2 separate regions of the Capra hircus genome follow, and region 2 is linked to region 1. The links are chromatin contacts, called in public Hi-C maps. All regions are on one chromosome and are shown on one strand. The core of a region is the stretch at or near the end of the contact, and the rest is flanking DNA. Distances in the headings are between cores, read along the strand shown.

The links. Hi-C and Micro-C count contacts between places; a contact is called where the count stands out from the background.
Region 2: a Hi-C map of blood shows a contact between it and region 1, with 4 times the contacts expected there. The contact joins the promoter of SOCS1 here to the enhancer-like site in region 1. A contact is called at or near these places in 4 of 5 Hi-C or Micro-C datasets (blood and liver).

What each region holds. Positions count from the first base shown.
Region 1 is chr25:9,525,396-9,532,565 of ARS1.2, reverse strand. CLEC16A (protein CLEC16A) reads right to left here. Exons shown (of 23, transcript XM_018040271.1): 3 at 4,985-5,118. Among named protein-coding and RNA genes, the nearest start is that of CLEC16A, 22 kb to the right of the region's middle. Within about 2 kb of position 3,590, at least 4 of the 5 cell types and tissues checked have an H3K27ac peak or open chromatin away from gene starts, as enhancers often do.
Region 2 is chr25:9,794,251-9,801,768 of ARS1.2, reverse strand. It overlaps SOCS1 (suppressor of cytokine signaling 1), which reads left to right and starts at 2,086. Exons shown (of 2, transcript XM_018041073.1): 1 at 2,086-2,183; 2 at 2,753-3,908. The coding sequence starts at 2,803. The coding sequence ends at 3,462. It overlaps LOC108633919 (a long non-coding RNA gene), which reads right to left and starts at 1,993. Exons shown (of 3, transcript XR_001917290.1): 1 at 1,669-1,993.

The sequences.
Region 1 (7,170 bases), core at 2,341-4,840:
CAAGAAGATACAATCACAAAAAGGCAGTCTCTTCAGCAAGCGGTATTCAAAAGTGAGAGAGCCACATGTAACTAAATGACGTGAGAACATACCCTCTTACCATACACAAAAAGAAATTTAAAAATGGCTTAAAGACTTAAATTCATGACATCAGAAAACTCCTAGAAGAGAACAGAGGCAAAACATTCTCTGACATAAATCGTACCAATGTTTTCTTGGTCAGTCTCCCAAAGCAATAGAAATAAAAACAAAAATAAACAAATGGGACCCAATAAAATTTATAAGCTTTTACACAGCAAAGGAATCCATAAACAAAACAAAAAGACAAACTACAGAATGGGAGAAAATGTTTGCAAATGATGTGACCAACAAGGGCTTAATTTCCAAAATATACAAACAGTTCACACAGCTCAATATCAACAAAAATAAACAACCCAACCAAAAAATGGGGAGAGAAGACCTACACAGACATCTCTCCAAAGAAGACCTACAGATGGCCAACAGTCGCAAAAAAACATGCTCAACATCGCTAACTATTAGGGAAATGAAAATCAAAACTACAATGAGTTGATCACCTCATTCTGGTCAGAGGTGATATCATATCACCTCAGTCTGGTCAGAATGGCAATCACCAAAAAGTCTACAAATAATAAATGCTGGAGAGGGTGTGGAGAAAAGGGAACCCTCCTCCACTGCTGGTGGGAATGCAAACTGGTACAGCCATGATGCTGAACATGATGGCGGTTTCTTAACAAACTAAAACCAGAACTAGAATACGACCCATCAATTCCACCCCTGCTCATATATCCAGAAGAGATGAAAACTCTAGTTCGAAAAGACACGCGTACCCCAGTGTTCAGAGCAGAACTATTTATAATAACCAAGACATGGAAGCAATCCAGGTGTCCATCGACAGATGAATGGATAAAGACGATGTCACACACACACACACACACACACACACACACACACACACAAAGGAGTATTAGCCACAAAAAGAATGAAATACTACCATTCACAGCAACAAGGACGGACCCAGAGATTTTCACACCAAGTGAAGCAAGTCAGACAAAGACAAATATACTGTGATATCACTTTTATGTGGAATCTTAAAAAAAATGATACAAAGGAACTTATTTACAAAATAGAAACAAACTCACAGACAACAAACTTTTGGTTGCCAAAGGGTAAAAGCAGGGCAGGGATAAATTTGAAATTTGAGATCAATAGATATACATTACTATACAGAAATATATATTTATTTGTTTTATACTATGTACATTTTATATTATGCATAATATTTTATACTATATAGATACATATTTTATACTATATATATTCTGCTAAGTTGCTTCAGTCGTGTCCGACTCTTTGTGACCCCATGGACTATAGCCCACCAGGCTCCTTTGTCCAGCGGATTCTCCAGACAAGAATACTGGAGTGAGTTGCCACGCCCTCCTCCAGGGGATCTTCTCAACCCAGGGATCGGACCCAGGTCTCCCTCATTGCAGGCAGATTCTTTACTGTCTGACACCAGGGTTGCCTATAATATACTAATATTACTACATATAAAATAAATAACAAAGACCTACTGTATAGCACAGGGAACTACATTCAATATCTTATTAAAAAATGAGGTTACATATATCACAAATCTAAGTGTATAGCTTGATATATGTGGCGGTGTATATACTTATGAATTTTAAGTACTTGTACTTATGTGTGTATATATATGTGTGTGTACATATGCATATATATGTACACATAAACACATACCTCACACATCTTAGGTGTCCAGCGCGATGAATTTTTGCAAATAAATGCACCAGGTAAGCACCACCCTGATCAGACAGTGCATTTCCTGCTCCATCCATTCCCTGTCCCCAAGACAGCCCCTCGGCCTAACTTCCAGCACCGCAGACTCGTTCTGCCTGATCCTGAGCTCTGTCTATGTGGACTCACACGGGAAGCCCCCGCCTGGTGTGTGGCCTCTCACTCATTACTACGGCCCAGTTATCCATGTCGCTTCCTTTGTCTCCTTCTGGCTATACAGTATCCTGCTCTTGGAACAGTCCACGACCTACCCACCCAGAATCCACATTTGCAACGAGCAGCCAGCTGAGGCTGCTTCACTCTACTGTCTGGCCGGCTGTGGTCAGCGGGGGCCAAATGGGCTGGCAGGAGAAGGGATGTCAGCCCTGCTGTGACTGCTGAGTGGTTCCCGGGCCACCAGAGACACAGACGCCTGTGCTGGCTGCTGGGGTGAGCAGCCTCCGGCCTCTCGGCTGCACCCCAAGCTGGAGGAGCCCTGCGCTCCCATGCGTCCCCCGCGGGACTTTTCCGGGCCTCCAGACCGGACTCTGTGGGTGGCGGGGCCACGGTGGGGGCGGTGCAGGCGCCTCTATTATTCAACTGGGATTTTTCCACTGGGCCCTCGCTGTGTGGCCGGCTTTCTGTGGTACCCTTTTATAATAAACCCAGGAGTCTCTAAGTAATCTCAGTCTCTCGGGCCTGCTGTCACTTAGGTCACCAAGCCCACAGGCAACAGGTGTACTCGTGAAATGGCTGCCTGTAATAACGAAAACCCGGAAACCACCCAAATGCCCGCAGTCACGTTAAGTAAGTTACAGCCCAGAAAGAGGCGGCTCTTGAACCAAACAAGGCTAGGATGCATGAATGGACAACATGAAAATCTAAGATATGCTAGTTAAGTTTGGGGGAAAAAAATGAAAGACAGCAAAACGATAGCGGTTAACACTGAACTGTTAGGGTGAAATTCTCCAGAACTTCTGCTTTCTACAGCTTTTTCATCTGACTTTTTGTTGTTGTTTTACAATGGAGACATTTTCTTCCTATAATCAGAAAAGCAAAAGCAAAAATCACCCATCCTTCTCACTCCCATACATCCAAGTTCTATAAAAACAGTACTTTTTGCTGCCTTAGTGAGGCTTATGAAAGTGCTCTGGTGAATTCCCTGCAGGGCCAGCAACATCTGCCTGGGTTTTCTTACAGCACAATACCCTTTTTAGCCCTGAGGCAAGAGAGGCCGTATGATCCAGTGAGCCCAGAATTTTCTATCGCCCCCAACCCCCTCTTCAATCCTGTAGCCCTGAGGTCAGCCGGGTCACCAGAGAACAGCCCCTTGGGGGAACACTGGGTTTAAGGATAAAACCAGCTTTAACTGGAAACTTCCACCTGCCAGACCCCACGCAAGGCTGCGCACACCCGCTCTCACACTTATCCTCAAGCCACTCCAATCTGCAGGTACTCGGATTGTCTCCACTTCAGAGAGGCAGAAACTGCTGCTTGGCGAGTCATCGCCCTGGAACAGGTGTGGGGCATATGTTGGCAGTACCAGGCCTGGGACTTGCTTGGCTCTCAGTCCATGACTTGCATTACAGAGCTGGGCCTTCCCCTCTCGGAGTTTTCAGAAACTGCCCACAATTCACATCCAGCGTAACCAAAGCTGTTAACAGGGAAACCACTCAGGGAGAGTGAGTCAAATCGCATTTGCCAATTCACATACAGGGGGAAGCCTCAGGAGTCTCCTGGGACAGCAGTGCCATCTAGTGGCCACTTCCTGGGACAGCAGCACCATCACGTGCCGTGTCCCAGGACAGCAGCGCTACCTAGTGGCCATCAGCCAGAAGCTCTTTCCTCCCCTGCCTCCTCTCTCTCTCCTCAGGGGAAATGCCGCCACCCTCTTTCACTGGAAGCTTTTCTCAATGCTGTCTTGGGGGCCAAGAGCTTGCCTGTGACACAGGCATCCCACCACTTGTCTTCTCTTCCCTGCTTCCAGCAGGCAGGCCCTGAGGCTTGGTGCGGTTATCTTGGAATAAAAAAGCTTTTGATCAAGCACGGAGGATTAGGAGCTAGATCAGGGTTTCACACCCTGGGCACTGTTGACATTTTGGGCTTATTACTTCTTTATTGCGGGGGGCTGTCCTGCATGTTGTAGGATTTTAACAGCATCACTGACCTCTACCCAGAGGCCAGCAGCACAGCCCCCCAAGAATGTCTCCAGACACTGACATATGTTCATTGGGAGCACAGTCACCCCCAGTTGATGCCCACTGAGTTAGTTTGCCTGGGCTGAAACCCTTTCTGGATTCCGGCCTTGCTGGAGCTGTGACCTGGGCCAGTGAGTCAAACTCTCTGAGTATTAAACGAGGGCACTGACAGCACCTGCCTCGCAGGGTGGCTGTTTCAGATGACGAGCCCAGGGCTCAGCAAGGGCAGGGGAGAGGCTCTGAGCCACACCCTCGCCAGTGCGGCAGTGGAGCTGAAGCAGGCAGGTCAGGGGCCAAAGCCACACCCTTGGCCACATTCTTCCCCATCCTGCTGCTTCCAATGCTTATTCTGTTGGCTGTTTACTCGTGACGCAAGCTCTTTAATAACAGGTTATAAAGAAGACATGCAAATACCCCCAGAACCACCCAGCAGAGGGGAGCCCTCTCTTAGCCCTGCACAGCACCCTACCATGCAGTGATTAAAAATGGCACTAGGGACTGAACTGTGTGCCCCCAAAACTCATGTGCTGAAATCCTAACCCCCAAAGGGACTGTATCTGGAGACAGAGGCTTTCAGGAGGTAATTAAAGGTCACATGAGGTCAGAGGATGGGGCTCTGATCCAAGAAGACTAGTGTCTTTACAAGAAAAGGAAGAGACATCAGAATCCTCTCTCCACGTGCACAGAGGAGAGAACAGGTACGACATAAAGAGAGTGAGGCCCTGTGCGAACCAGGAAGACAGGCCTCCCCAGAAGCCAGCCCCAGCGCTGCCGTGATCGTGGACTGCCAGCCGCAGGCACTGTGAGAAAATGCATCTGCCGTCTAAGCTGCCCAGCCTGGAGCATGCCCTCTGGCAGCCCAAGCACGCCAAGACACACGGCGGGCACAGACATTCACAGAGCAACAGGAAGACCACGGCACACGGCGCAGCGACACCCAGCGGTGCCGAGGCCAGGGCCAGGACCGTCCTTACAGAGTGAGGTCTCGTGGCTGATGTTCTCAAAGAGGATGTTCAGGGTCTGCAGCAGCTGAACGCACACGTAGCGGCCTGACTTCTGCCGCAGGATGTTCAAGAAGAAAACGAACATGTTCTTCTCCAGGAAGAAGCTGGGGAGAGAAGCGGACAGTGTCAGTGGTCTTGTGGAAATGCACAGCATCCTCTGGTTGCACACCCAGCACACGTGTGTGCAACACCACAAAGGCATCTGCGGAGCAGCCTGGTCACACCACTCGTGTGGGCTTGGCTTCCGAGACACCCAGTTCCCACGATGCAGTCTTCCATTCAGAGAAATGCAACCTTTCAGACTCTTCCTGGAATGTGGGAACAGTGCTGATTCTGGGAAGCGGAGAACTTCCAGATTTCGGGCAGAGGGGTAAAGGTCTTTCCCAACTAAATGATGACACAGTGATCTATCTATGCTTCTAAAGCCAGCAAGCAGCTGTTTTCCATCCATAGTTTACAAGCTTAGTTTTCCCCACTCAGTCTCCTTCCTCAGCTTTCATAGCTCTAAGTGCTCACCAGAAACCTGGGAACCAGAGTAATTCCCCACAAAGGGGCATGAGGATGCTGAATAGCCAAAGAGTTTGGGTGGTTTCTCAGCTGGCAAGTTGGTCATTTCCACATCTAGGGAATGAGAACTGCAAGGAAAGAGAAAGTGCTGATGTGGTCACAGGACACCAGCCAGTCCCCAGGCCTTTCTGCTCCTGCACAGAATATTTGTCTGCATGCAGGCTGGGGGCGCTGACTTTGGGGGGCACACAATGGCTCTTTTAGTCTTGAAATGGAGATCCCCTACTGCCTTTCTTTGAAGAAAGAAAATGTTTTATGTTCTCTGTATTCAAGCTAAGGGGCTTCCCCGGTGCCTCACTGGTAAAGAATCTTCTTGCCAATGCAGGAGACGCGGGTTCGATCCCTGGGTCAGGAAGATCCCCTGGAGAAGGGAATGGCTACCCATTCTAGTATGCCTGCCTGGAAAATCCCATGGACAGATGCTCCTGGTGGGCTACAATCCATGGGGTTACAAAGAGTCAGGCCTGACTTAATGACTAAACAACAACAATTCAAGCTGAGACCAGGTCACCTTTCATCTAGGATGCTCAGGATAAGTCCTAGCCATCTTGTGGGTCTGCTGGTACCTCAGTCTTGGGGCCTCTCTCTTCCCACTGCCGTCAGCTCCCTGCTGGCAGGACCATGGCCTGGCACTGGCTCCAGCCTGCAGACCTCTGTCTGAATGGGCAAATGAATCAATAAATCTGACCTTAGAAGGACCCCTAAATTCTTTCCCAAGGGAGTCTGTCTGCCAACAAATGCCATCCACAATGATCCTCCAGAATACTTCTATCATTTGGCGAGTCATGTCTTCTTTTGCTTCAGGTTGCAGAAAGCAGTGACTGCTAAGTGTCACCCAATAAGTTCACTGCAGCCCGATGACCAGCTTGGGAACTTGTCAACATGCCTGTACCTAGACCTTGTCCAGGGGTAGATTCCATATGCCTAGTGTGAAATTTGGGTGCCTGCATTTTTACAACCCCCTAGAGGCGTGAGGGGATCCTTGGGAAAGTGGCTAATTCTAGGGCTGGGGCAGGGAACATGCCAGATGAGCCTGGAGTACCACAAGGGACCAGGAAATAAGGAAGTGCTCCAAAATCCAAAAGGACAGGGGTGTGTCACAGGGACACAGGAAGCGACCTGAAAGAGCTCCCAATGCTCAAAGCCAGAACAACGCCAGAACAAAATAAATCACAGAGCACCGGATTATCATCCAGAGTACAAAATAAACACCCATGAGTCCAACCTTGCAGATACTGTTTTTTTACAAATTGAAACCTTGTGTTGAGCAAGTGTGTTGGCGCCATTTTCCCAACAGCATTATTTTTTAATCGAGGTATGTATGCTGATTTTGCAGACACAAGGCTACTGCACCCTTGACAGACTACAGAATAGTGTGACCACAACGTATATGCACTGGGACTACCAAAAAAGTCACGAGACTCACTTTACCGCACTATATTCACCTTATTGAGGCGGCTGGAACGAAAACTGCAAAGTCTTCAACAGATGTATATAAATGAATGACTGGATGGATTAATAAATGAGGAGAGGAGACAAATCTTCTATGCAGAAGAATTTCAAATATTGTCTGTAGATTCGCCCTCCTT
Region 2 (7,518 bases), core at 837-3,336, 270 kb before region 1:
CCAGAGCCCAGCTTCCAACCACTGCTTTGTGCTGCCACCCACCGCAGGGCAGCCCCCTGCAGGCGCTCCGGGCTGACCACAGCACCCGAACACTGGCCCAGGCATGGCTATGCACCTTCTCATGCCCTTGCACACACACACAAACACACACCCCAGCGCCCACACCACACCCCCCACCCCACCACCCCCCAGACCACATCAACGACCAACATCAGCTGCTGCCACACACACCACACACACACACACACACACACACACACACACACCCAGGACGACCACATCAACGACCAACATCAGCTGCTGCCACACACACACACACACACACACACACACACACACACCCAGGACGACCACATCAACGACCAACATCAGCTGCTGCCACACACACACACACACACCCAGGACGACCACATCAACGACCAACATCAGCTGCTGCCACACACACACACACACACACACACACACACACACACACCCCTAGGACGACCACATCAACGACCAACATCAGCTGCTGCCACACACACACACACACACACACACACACACACACACACCCCCAGGACGACCACATCAACAACCAACATCAGCTGCTGCCAACACGGATTCCGGGAGACAGTGGGATCCTACACAAGGTGGGTTCTGGGCCATCCTCTTGTGTACACAAGGTGGGTTCTGGGCCATCCTCTTGTGTTCACCAGGAAACACGGGGATCCTGGGCTCTGCCCGGGGTCAGGGCAGGAAAGCACCAGGGAGGCTGGCAGGAGGACCTGGCGCCAGGGCTAGGAGCCAAGCGGCAAAGCTGCGCTGCGGCCTGAGAGTTGCCTGTAGAGGGCAGTGTGCGCCAGTGTTGGGCAGGACCCTGCCAAACCTAGCTACTCCGCCTGACCCCTCCAGGCTGTGAGATTCACCACCCACCAGCCGGCCCCCAAGCTCATTTGTTCTTTCTTTCATTCAAAAATACATGTACTAGCCAGGCACCTACTCCATGCCCTTCTATGACAGACAGCATCATACACAAACGAACAAACTGTTACGGGTACCCCATCATTCCAAGACCCGAGGTATGAGTGTGGGGAGGGAGCAGCTGGGGGCAGGGGTGGGATCTGTAAGAGAGGAGGGAGGAAGAGGAGGGGCTGGCCAGGAAAGCTCAGAGTAGGCTTCTGCAATGATCACATCTGAAAATGAACTCTCTTTCCCCTGGGCTCCAAAGTGCATTTAGAGGTGCCCAGCTGCTCCCTCCTCTCCCCCAAATAAAAGCGAGGAGGGTGTGCCTCGTTTGGAGCTCCCCCTCTGCCAGTCACCGGGCCTCAGTTTCTCCACCTATCTGGCAGGAGAAAAGGCAGGCCAAGGCCGCCGGGGACCTTGCCAGGCCCCACCCGGTTTCCAAGGAACTGGGCTCGCAGTCGAGGTACCCCTCCCGCGCAGCCAAAGGGTTCCTCCGAAGCCTGTGGTCAACCCGCCGCTTCCTGGGAACCCTAAGACAAGACCAGGGACAGAGACAGGCAGGGAGGGATGCGGATGCGGCCATCTAGAGGCTCCAGGACGAGGGGGGGCAGGGCGAAGGAGGCAGCAGTCCCGAGGGGTCCCAGGTGAGACCCCAGAATAGGGTGGAGGTGTCCGGCTCCAGAGTAGAGGACAGAGGTCTACCAGAGATGGGTGCTGAGACACCTGGCGGAGGTGACTGGTGTGTCAGGGCCAGTCCGGAGTATCCTAATGGGCTTGCCTGAAGAAATCTGCGACCGAAGGCAGTGGGGGTACCGGAGGGCCGCCAGGTCCGAAAGGGAGGGTGCTGAGAAGTGCCCCGGAGATTCAAGGGCAGTGCTAGAGACCTTGACAGACCGGTCCTAGGACAGGTGCGAGGCTAGGTCAGGGCTGGGGGACCTCCCCGAGGAGGGGTCCCGGATTTGTGGGAAAAGTCGAGCTGCGCCCGCCACCGCGGTGCGCAGAAAAAGAAACCGAAAGTGGCGCGGCAGGGCGGGCCTGGAGGGGGCGGAGCCGGCGGGGGCGGGGCCTCGCAAGCCCCAAGCTTCAGAGCCGGTTTAAAAGACTGGTGCAGGGGCGGGCGCGCAGCAGAAAGAGCTGCGGCCGTGGCAGCTGCACGGCTCCCGGCCCCGGAGCATGCGCGAGAGCCGCCCCGGAGACCCCCGCCGCCCCGCCCGCGGCGCCCCGCGCCCCGCCGCCAGGTGAGACGGACGCTGGGCGACGAAGCTAGAGGGAGAGGGGAGGAACGCACGGGACCGCCCGGGGCCGGGGCGGCCTCGGGGGCTGCGTGGTGGGGTCGCGGCCGCCACGCCCCAGGCCCCTGCGGGCCCCAGCCTGGCGGACCCCGCGCTTGGGGTACCCGCAGCGCCGCTTTCTCCTGCTTTTTTGCCCGAATCGCCCGGACGAGGCGTCCGTTCCCGCCCTGGCCGGCAGGCGGCAGCCGCGGGGCGGTGAGCCGAGGACCCGGTGGCCCGAGTCCGGGACAGGCTTCTGCTCGGCGCTTCTCTCCACGCCCCCTTCTCGACTCGGACTCGGAGGCGGCACAGCGCGCCGCCGAGCTCCCACCCGCCAGCAAGGGCGCCGCGGGCGGGCAAGCCCATTTTCTAGATGAGTCCACTGAGGCTCAAAGGGCCGCGCGGACGCAGGCTTGAGCCCTCGGCCCTTTAGGAGCGGCTCAGCCCAGGGCCCCGCCCCTCCCGAGCTGCCTCGCGGGCCCTCACCTGCCCAGTCTCACCCGGACTCCCTGCTCACTGCCTGTCTCCCCCATCAGCGCACCCCCGGACGCTATGGCCCACCCCTCCGGCCGGCCCCGCGTGTAGGATGGTAGCACACAACCAGGTGGCAGCCGACAATGCAATCTCTACGGCAGCAGAGCCCAGACGGCGGCCAGAGCCTTCTTCCTCCTCCTCCTCCTCTTCTTCTTCCACCTCCTCGCCCTCGTCCGCGGCCCCGGCGCGCCTGCGGCCCTGCCCGGCGGCCGTGGCCCCGGCCCCCGGCGATACACACTTTCGCACGTTCCGCTCGCACGCCGAATACCGGCGCATCACCCGCGCCAGCGCGCTCCTCGACGCCTGCGGCTTCTACTGGGGGCCCCTGAGCGTGCACGGAGCGCACGAGCGGCTGCGCGCCGAGCCCGTGGGCACCTTCCTGGTGCGCGACAGCCGACAGAGGAACTGCTTCTTCGCCCTCAGCGTGAAGATGGCCTCGGGCCCCACGAGCATCCGCGTGCACTTCCAGGCCGGCCGCTTCCACCTGGACGGTAGCCGCGAGAGCTTCGACTGCCTCTTCGAGCTGCTGGAGCACTACGTGGCGGCTCCGCGCCGCATGCTGGGGGCCCCGCTGCGCCAGCGCCGCGTGCGGCCGCTGCAGGAGCTGTGCCGCCAGCGCATCGTGGCCACCGTGGGCCGCGAGAACCTGGCGCGCATCCCCCTCAACCCCGTCCTCCTCGACTACCTGAGCTCCTTCCCCTTCCAGATCTGACCGGCCGCACACCGCAGCATTAACTGGGCCCCCCCGCCCCTTATTATTTTCTATTATTAATTATTATTTCTCCTGGACCATGTGGGTGCCCTCCCCACCTGCGTTGGAGGGAGCGGGCGTAGGGGGCGAGGCGCCTCCGGCCCTGGGCTGGAGACCAGGCCGCAGACCCCTCCCCACGTCTTGAGGGGTGCCCTCTCCTGGTGCTCCCTCTGGGTCCCCCTGGTTGTCGTAGCAGCTTAATTTAAAACTGTATGTGGGACCAGGGCCTGAACTCGTACCTCCTACCTCTTCATGTTTACATATGCTCAGTATCTTTGCACAAACCAGGGGTTGGGGGAGGGTCTCTGGCTTTATTTTTCTGCTATGCAGAATCCTATTTTATATTTTTTACCACCAGTTTAGGTAATAAACTTTATTATGAAAGTTTTTTTTTTTTAAGAAAAAAAGTTTCTAGAGCGTGTGCTTTGGTCAAAGGTTTTCCACGGTTCTGAGTGGGTCCGGGTTCCTATATTGACCTGGGTGTGGCTGAAGGTGGTGTGTGGCCCCCCCAGGTTCTGTGGCTGGGAACCCCACATGGCTTCAGCCTCAGCTCTCAGGGGGAGAGGAACCCTTGGTCTAGTTTTGGTATTGTGTGTCTGGTAAAAGGGCACTTCGTGTTTGAACACACTTAATGTGTGTCAGGTCCTATCTGTACTTTATTTACATACACTTAAATTGACTTAATCTATAAAGACTACCCTATGAAGCAAGGCTCTTACCCCATTTTATGGAAGAGAAAACCGAGGCAGGGTAAATTTGCCTGTGGTCATTCCGGTGTCAGAGAAAGACACTTGGGCCTTTTTTTGGCCGTCCTCCCAGAAATCTGTTTGAAATGGATGACAGAGGGGAAACTTCTTTCATTCTGTGACCACAGCTTCTTCCAGGAAGAGGGTGGGGGTGGGGGGGGTTGATGAGTTTTTGGAAGGAGGAGTGGTACATTCTGAAACTGTATCTAGGGAGACAGAGATACTGAGATGGGATGGGGATAACAGGGTCAGGTCTGAACTTCCTTCTTCCCGCCCTGTCTTGTCTCGTGTACTTTTTGGTGAACACGCAACTTGCAACCAGAAAGACGCTCTGTGGTCTGTGGTGGCAGGAGGGCCCTCTTGGCAGCTCTGGGCAATTCCCTTTGCCTCTAGGGGCCTCAGCGACTGCCTCTGAAATGGCTTGCTTTGCTGTAACCCTCAGCAGCAGGTACTGATGCATAGTGGATGGAGGAGTGATGTTTTCCAAAACTGGGGCTGGCCAGCATCACTAAAGAATGCACAGGACATGGGTTTTATGGCTACTCCTGTATCTGTGGCCGGTCTGCTGGCCACTCAGGGCTGTGGTGCTGCACCTGGTGCATCGAGTCATTTTCAGGTGTAGGGTTAAGCGGCCTCACAGACACATCCCACTCCAATTTTAGAACTCCAAATGGCCCTCTGCAGCCCTGGACATGCTTATAATGGAGTGTCCTAATATTTAATAACACCTTTCAGACTTTAAACTGCAGCATAAAATTAACTTGATAGCCGGAGAGCTGGAGTGGCCCAGGCTTGTCTTGGGGATTAAATAGGTTCCAGGCCCCAAGGTTAAGGATGGCCAGGAGAGATTTAGGATCTCAGAGAGCTTTGGCAATTTCATCCTTTAATGAGGTGGGGGGGGGGGGTGGAGAGGGAGAGAGGGAGGGGGGAAGGTAGGTGATGTCTGTGTGCCTCCAAGGAATCACTGCTTTCTCTTCTTTGAACCGTCTCCCTTCCCTTTGTTTTGTGCTTTGTGGCTCAAGTCTTGTGTTCAGACTTTCCTGTCTCCTACCCAGCTTGGGCAGGGCAAGGAGAAACCCAAGAAGGTTGTGCTGGGGCACACGGCAGACACTTTAGTGAGCGCTTACTGTATGCTGGGCCCTGTGCTACTCTAAGCCTCTCAACTGGCCTGTGGGTTAGAAACCTCTCCCCCTTTATATAGATGAGAAAACTGAGGCTCAGAGAGGCAAAGTAGGGCATACAGCAAGTGGTGGAGCCAGATGGCAAACTCAGACAGTACTGCTTCAGAGGCTGGGTAGCACTAGCCTCCCATGAGGGCCTAACAGTCGAAATAATAACAGTAGCAGCTGCTAACATTTATATCTGCATCACTGGGAAGGCACCATTCTGAGCGCCTAGTCACCTATATTAAAACATTCAACCTTCAACTAAGCCTTAGGATTTAGGTGCTATTAACTAACATTCCCATTTTTCAGATAAGGAAACAGGTCCTCATCTAAGGAGGGACAAATCGCAGTCAAGTTTATAATATTTCCAGGGCTTTTCCCTTCTCAAAAAAAAAAAAAAAAGCTTAAAAGTCACATCTTCATTACCCAAACTCATTTCCCTTAGCAAGACAGCTGAAACTAAAGCTCCTTTACTCACACTCCCCAGAGCTGGCCCCTTCTCTTTGTGAGTCTTTTTTTTTTTTTTTAAGCTATACTGCCATGCATAAAGTGACCTGAAATGACCTAGAAGCCCCCGGGAGCTGCACTCCAGACCGAGTTAACAGATGGGCATGGCAGTGCAGACGCTGCAGGACAGGGGGGCGGCGCGCGCCGTGTGGCTTCCCCATGGTGCAGATCGTCTCAAACCTCAGCTTTGTGATTCAGCAGTGCTGACGTCAATTTACAAGAATGAAAAGTGAGAGGAGGACTGGTGTATGTGTGGGCCTGGGCTGGGGGCCCAGGTGCGACTGAGGTATTCTTCCCACTAACAGCGGGTGAGCGGGGCAGCAGAGGGCGGGCAGGATGGCAAAGGGGCCGCTCTCCAGGACAACGGGGACTGCAGGCCTGGGTGAGAACAGCCTCTGACCCGCATCAAAGCCTTTCCTCAGCGGGGGACTCTGCCCCCCATTTCAGAGATGAGGAAACAGAGGCCCAGAGAAGTACTGTCACTTACTTAAGGTCACACAACTCAAAAGTGATAGCCAAGACTTGCACCGGGTCTGCCACACTGTCAAGGCAATTGGTTTCAAGAGTGGAAGAGGGAAGAGCGAGGAACCCTGTGAAGAGGCATTTCCCCAGGTCTCGCTTCAGCCTGCTTGATCTTCCCAACTTGAGTGGAACTGTTAACTGTCCCCCAGCCAGGAAGTGCAGAGCTGAGCCTCTTCCTGAAGTGAGGCACATAAGGCATTTAGCCCAGAGTCTGGCCATACGTCTCCAAATGATGCGGTGCTCAGTAAACGATAATGAGGGTCAACAAACATGCGCTGAGCACCAACTTACGTTCCAGGCATTACTCTTAAGCCCAGTGGATACAGGAATGGACACAGTCGAGGGAGTCTGGCCCCTGCTCTCACGGAGTTCACGTTCAGGGCCTCAGACTGTTAACTAAATATGAAACTAAAGGCACCAGAACATTCCAATAGTGACAGTACTCGAGATGACAACTAGATGGTGGGACAGCGGACTGGGACTATTTCAGAAAGAAAGGTCAGGAAGGCCCCTTCAAGGTGACACTGAAATTGTGCCTGGAATGACAGGTCAGAGCCAGCTGGGGAGGCAGGCATTTCAGGTAGAGGGAACAGCAACTGGGAACGAGCTCAACCCAGTCCAGTAGCTGGTGGAGCTGGAGGGGAAGGGATTGAGTGAAGGCAAGTGGCAGAAGGTAAGGCGGGATGGGAGGGCAGTGGGCACAGCCACTGGTGAGGAGTGTGGATTTGAACTGTGATGGGTAGCCAGGGTGTGACCCGATCTAATCTGTGTTGTGATCCGATTCCCTGACTGCTTCCCTGCCTTATTATATGCATATCTGGGGATGGGTGTGTGTGGGGGGGCAGGGGAGGGGTCATTCTTGGTCAGACCCCTCAGCTCCAGCCAACTGGGCCACAGAGAGGCAGGGACAGTGACAGGACCTGCTGGGACTGGTGCTGAGACCAAATATGGGCCAGGAAGGCCTGGGGCAGGCATCAGTCAGAAACCTCAACTATGATCAGATCCCCAACCTAGGTCTGCGCAGCCTCACAGGCTCCAGTGAGGGGCTTCTTGGAGCAGCCAGCCTCAACGTTGGG